2 separate regions of the Mus musculus genome follow, and region 1 is linked to region 2. A link is a contact called in public HiChIP or PLAC-seq data. All regions are on one chromosome and are shown on one strand. The core of a region is the stretch at or near the end of the contact, and the rest is flanking DNA. Distances in the headings are between cores, read along the strand shown. Region 1 has its middle 5.4 kb from the start of Gm41158. Region 2 holds the start of Thtpa (thiamine triphosphatase).

Region 1 (2,700 bases), core at 118-2,617, 370 kb after region 2:
AAGAAAGAAAGAAAGGAAGAAAGGAAGAAAGGAAGAAAGGAAGGAAGAAAATATGCAGGGCTTAATCTGGGCACACAGCTACCCTCTCCTGAGACACGCTTAGTCTTTTGACTGCAAGGGTTTAGTCTGTGTTTGTTTAACTTGGGTCCTTGGGACACTTTTAACAAGTGACGAACCTCAGCCCCAACACCTGCTCTGTTTTATCAGCTCTGCAGTCTGTAAACTATTCTTTGGACTTTAAAGTCTTCCAGAAGCTTGCCAGCGGGCATAGGGCTTTCTGTCAACTCTTCCTTGGGACCTACAGCTCAACAGCAATCCTGAAGTATTTGCCTTCAAGTAACTGACAAACCCCCTCGTCTGTCTTTCTTGGCCCCTCTCTCCTTTTGATTGTCTTAGCACTTTTAGAACCTGATTCATAGGCTGCTCTAAGGCAGTTGGGACCATCTAAGTTTCTCCTACTTCATAAACATCTCCTCGGCGAAGCTACTAAAACCCCATACCAGCTCTGAGGTCCTGGCTCAATTTTCAACTCTCCAGTAAGCACAGTCCTGTCTGGCTAAAAACAAAACAAAGAAAAAGAAAAAGAAAACAAAACTGGGAATCGAAGAGTGCCTTTCTTGTGTCTGATTCTCTCAGTAGTGCCTGCCCTTCCCATATTGTTCCAATTCCTGATTTTCACAGGACCTGCTGAACGCCAAGTTCTCAACCGCCTTGAATGAACCAATCTGAGAAAACAAGAACATGTCTCTGAGGCAACCCACCACGAATAGTCCCTGATCCCTCAGTGTCAACTCTCCTAGACGTCGGTTTCCTGAAGCCAGCACCACATACACCATTCCTGAGGATCCTACTTTAAGCACTAATGTGGCCATCCTGCACCCAAACTCAGTGCTTTAAGGAAGCCCTCCCCAGCCTGTAAGATCAGCTCCTCTCCCCAGCCTCTCTGAGCAGCTTCTCTGGTTTATTCTGAAATGACCCTGTCTTCAAAGTACTTAAGGAACCTCTGCTTTGTTTTCTTCTTACACAATCCCCAGGGACAGAGTTCCCTAACATTACAAACTATTCTGCCTTTGTCTGGAGGAGGCATAAGTTGTTACATTAGTTTCCCTGCTCCACACCCCTGAGGCTGCTTTCATGGCCCCCACACCCCAGCCTTGTAAGCCAGGCTGAGAGAGTCTTTTCACTTGTTTAAAAGTCCTTCCCAACTGAAGCAGTTAACTCAATTGCTATCAGACTTTCTCACAACCCAGCCCTTGTTAAGTTTCCCACTTTCATTCTGAATCATGGATATTTTTCCCTGCTGTTTTCTTGGGGGGGTGGGGGCGCAGGTAGGCTCCAAGGCTAGGTTTCTCTGTGTAGACCTTGCTGTCCTGGAACACACCAGTCTGGCCTAGAACTCAGAGATCCTCCTTCTTAGTGCTAAGACCAAAGGCATGTCTCGCCGTGACCTCACAGAGCTTACAGATGATCTTCTGTATTGGACTCTGCCCACAAGACCTCCAGTTTTCTAAAGGAAAAGAAGGAGAGATGATCCAGTTTTCTAAAGGAAAAGAAGGAGAGATGATGGGGAGAGGGGAGAAAGGATTATGGGGTGCTGTGGCTGGGATGGTGAAAGGACAACATGAACCCCATTTGTCTCCGTTTAAGGACCAGGCCTGATTTTAAAAAGAAGGCCATAAGGCAAAAGCTCCAGGAACAGACCATAAAATCCAGAGAAAAGGGCCATAGAACCCTCTTCCAAAGAACAGCCCGGGGATAACCACAAGAATGGGAAAATATCTTACCGCAGGATGGCCGGCCCTATCTCATTCCATGGTTAAATGTTTATGGCATAGGCATGAGAACCACTGACCACCTGTGACCCCCTAGCACCAATGAAATTTTAGATTATCTAATCCTTCTAGAGAGTTCCCCCAGCTCTCTATAAAAAGGCTTGCTCATCTTTGTCTAGGGTTGCCATTTGGGGGAATGTTTGACCCCTGCATGCTGGTTATTTCTGTAGAATAAACACTCTTTGTCTTTGCATGCTACCTGAGTCTGGGGTCTTTCTTCAGTGATTTTCAGACCCTTACAATGTACAATAATTAATTAGCTAGCTAGTTAGTTAGTTAGTTAGTTAGTTAAAACATAATTTTAAAAATGAACTTCTCCCATGGATTCCAAGAAAGGGCTCTTTAACACTGCAAACTATTCACTCTTTTTTCCTTATCAGGCGCCCGTCATAAGGAGCAGCACACCACCGTGCCTATCTCACTACCTCTTCTGTCCAATTTACCTAAGAAACCAGGGGCTAAGGTAGAGAACACTAGCTAGCTATGTGGTGCTTCCCCATCGTAACTCCTCACTTACGTAAGAAAACTCTCTCTGGGCAGCCATCTTAGGCTCAGGTGCATGTCTTACTACACACAGCAGTGGTCACACAACTGCCACAACAGCTTGTCAAAAATCTCATGCTGCTCTCAGGGACTGCAATGTTTCCTCATCCTTCAACCGTTTTTAAGGTACCATGTGACAGGCAGGCCCCATTCATCCCATACCACACAGAGAAAGATCATCACCATGGGATGGGTACAAAGACAGCCTAAGATGGCTCATCCTTAGTCACATGTCCTACTAACCAAAGCAAATCCCATAAGATTGCTACCTTATCAGGAAGATGCACAGTCACTTACCACAGGGGAAGGGTAGGCACCTGAGGAT
Region 2 (2,700 bases), core at 6-2,505:
TTGGGCTAATGAGAAGAGATGGGGTCTCGGACTTGTTCCCTCCCCACTCAGATCCTTGGCTTTACTTTTCAGTCTTGTTGAAGCACTGGTATTTTCTGTGTTCTATAAGATCCAACCCATAGACCAGAAGCAGGAGTTTGTTTAATGCCTTCCTAAGCTCAAAATGCCATGTCTGTAAGTGCCAAGTTCCCATGATGCTCCCTGCCTGTCTCACTCTTGGCCCAGGAGGGGCTGTAAGTCAGTCTGTAGCTCAGGCTCTCCGCAAGCTGTCACCTCTTGCCTCAGCTTCCCCGATGGTGGGAAACCAGCAGCAGCACAGCACTCTGCCTGTCTACTGCTCGTACTCCCAACAATGCCACCTCCGCGACTGTTGAACTGAGTCTGCCACTCACTCATGGCTTTTCAACCCGCCACTCAATTGCACTTCAAGCCATCGTCAGCTTAGATACTGGCTAGGTGCTGTAGCTAGTTTCTGGGCTTTTACCCAGGCGGTTATTCCCACCTAGGTCTCCAGAAATCCCACCATATTCATTCATTCATTCATTCATTCATTCATTCATTCTCTCTCATACACTCTCATGTACCAGTATTTTGTCTGTAGTACAGTACAGGAGGATGCCAGAAGAGGGCGTAAGAACCCCGCTGTAACTGGAGTTAAAGAGGTTGCCACCTGCGCTTTAAGTGCTGGGAAGGTAATCCCAGCTCTGTAAGCACAGCAAGTGTACTTAAGTGCTGAGCATCCATCACTCCAGCTGTCCCATTACATCTCTAATTCACATTCAAAACATCACTTCCTCCATTGACAGAAAGTTTCCCATTTATCCTCTCGAAAATCCCAGGATAGAGGTAAGGGCATGGCAGCTCACACAGGTAACCCAGCACTCACTCGAAGAGGAATGAGGAGTTCCAGGTCAAATTGGGTTACATGAGATCCTTGTGTCAAAACAACAAGAAGCAACAAAAGACAAAACAACTATAAAAAATATTCCAAGTGACCACTGAATTACTCCACTAACCATTACAACTCCCCACTTAGTGGGGAGCCATAGCTTGTGTTTTATCAGTCGCATTCACTGTCTACACTGGGAGGGGTTGGGAACTACTCTTCCCGTTCGCCACCCCCAAAAGCCTTCCTGTAGAGCTTGAGGTAGAGTCCCGCTTGCTGAAACTAATTCTGATTTCCTTAGTGATCGGTGGGCAGGAAAGGTGAGGTGGTCCTTTGGAAACTACATCTCCCATCATGCACCAGGCCCAGGATGCCAGGCTCACGCTAAGGCTCGAGATCTTGGCCGATTCCTGGGCTCCAGGAAAAATGCAGGATGAACAGCGGGCAAGAGGAAGCTCTCTCTTCTCTTGCCCACCGGGTTGGGTCGCACGTAACCTAACAGACCTCTCAGGCCTAGCTTGTCATCGGCACCGCCACACCGGTCTAATATGGCCGCTAGTGCTGGGACCGGTCTCGCGCGTAAAGAGCCTGGACTAAGGTCCGGAGCCGGAGACCGCTCCCGGCATTCCTCGCGGGTGTAGCGTGGGCACCCTTCCCCCACTTCCGGGTCCCGGGAGAAGGAGACCCTGGGGTCTTGAAGAGTGTCCCGAGGTACCGCTGTTTGGTGCTAGGCGAAGAATGGCAGATCATCCTGGGCAGTGAATCACTGGCCTTGGGTAGCAAGGTGTAGCGAGAAGATAGGTCATCAGCATTACGGCCTGTTTGCTAGGGAGCCTTTTGGGTTATCAGTAGTAGGATTTAACTGGAGACTTGTCACCATTGTTGCAGCCCGCAGAGACCTCCAAGTAGAGCCCTGTGAACCTGGAGCAGAGCTCTGGGACAGTGTATATGCATCTTAAATTGATCCAGGACTAGTCCGTCTTTGCTGACTAGTCCTCACCTTGAGCACTCAGTGAATACCTGGCAAACAGGGTTGCAGGTTAATATGGCCCAGGGCTTGATTGAAGTGGAGCGAAAGTTCGCTCCAGGGCCTGACACGGAGGAAAGGCTGCAGGAGTTGGGGGCCACCCTGGAGCACCGGGTCACCTTCCGAGACACATACTATGATACCTCTGAGTTAAGCCTTATGCTGTCTGACCACTGGCTGCGACAACGAGAAGGTAGTGGATGGGAGCTCAAATGTCCTGGAGTAACAGGTGTCTCAGGACCTCACAATGAGTATGTGGAAGTCACATCGGAAGCTGCGATTGTGGCCCAGCTCTTTGAACTGCTCGGGTCTGGGGAGCAGAAGCCTGCAGGTGTGGCTGCTGTCCTGGGCTCGCTGAAGCTGCAGGAGGTGGCTAGTTTTATTACTACGCGAAGCTCCTGGAAGCTGGCCTTATCTGGAGCCCATGGACAGGAGCCTCAGCTCACAATAGACTTGGATTCAGCGGACTTCGGCTATGCTGTGGGTGAGGTAGAGGCCATGGTGCACGAGAAGGCTGAAGTCCCGGCTGCCCTAGAGAAGATCATCACCGTCAGTAGCATGCTTGGTGAGGGAGACAGGTCTTTGTGTGCGCAGCATGGTGGGGGAGGGAGGCAGGCCCTTCTATGCTCAGGAACATGGTGGGTGAGGAAGACAGGCAGGCCCTTTGGGCTGTCCTTTTTTCTCACTTAACCTCACTGCAGGTCCTTACTGAGCCATAGAGGAGTGGAGGGAAATCATTTTTGTAAGGAAAATTGGTTTTTTGTTTTGTTTTGTTTTTTCGAGTCAG

Evidence for each region. HiChIP or PLAC-seq counts read pairs in DNA pulled down with a chosen protein or histone mark.
Region 1: a contact with region 2 is called in an H3K4me3 HiChIP or PLAC-seq map of craniofacial prominence, with 4 times the contacts expected there. The contact joins the enhancer-like site here to the promoter of Thtpa in region 2. A contact is called at or near these places in 7 of 39 promoter capture datasets (the C10 cell line, the HPC-7 cell line, the SN4741 cell line and 4 more), 1 of 484 Hi-C or Micro-C datasets (B cells), 24 of 115 datasets of contacts at active chromatin or transcription factors (the 230-238 cell line, the SCID.adh cell line, T-cell acute lymphoblastic leukemia and 12 more) and 3 of 9 other capture datasets (adipose tissue, macrophages and pancreatic islet).

The regions. Positions count from the first base shown.
Region 1 is chr14:55,461,759-55,464,458 of GRCm38.p6, forward strand. No RefSeq gene overlaps it. Among named protein-coding and RNA genes, the nearest start is that of Gm41158, 5.4 kb to the right of the region's middle. Within about 2 kb of position 1,368, at least 4 of the 459 cell types and tissues checked have an H3K27ac peak or open chromatin away from gene starts, as enhancers often do.
Region 2 is chr14:55,093,529-55,096,228 of GRCm38.p6, forward strand. Thtpa (thiamine triphosphatase) reads left to right here and starts at 1,256. Exons shown (of 2, transcript NM_153083.5): 1 at 1,256-2,478. The coding sequence starts at 1,932.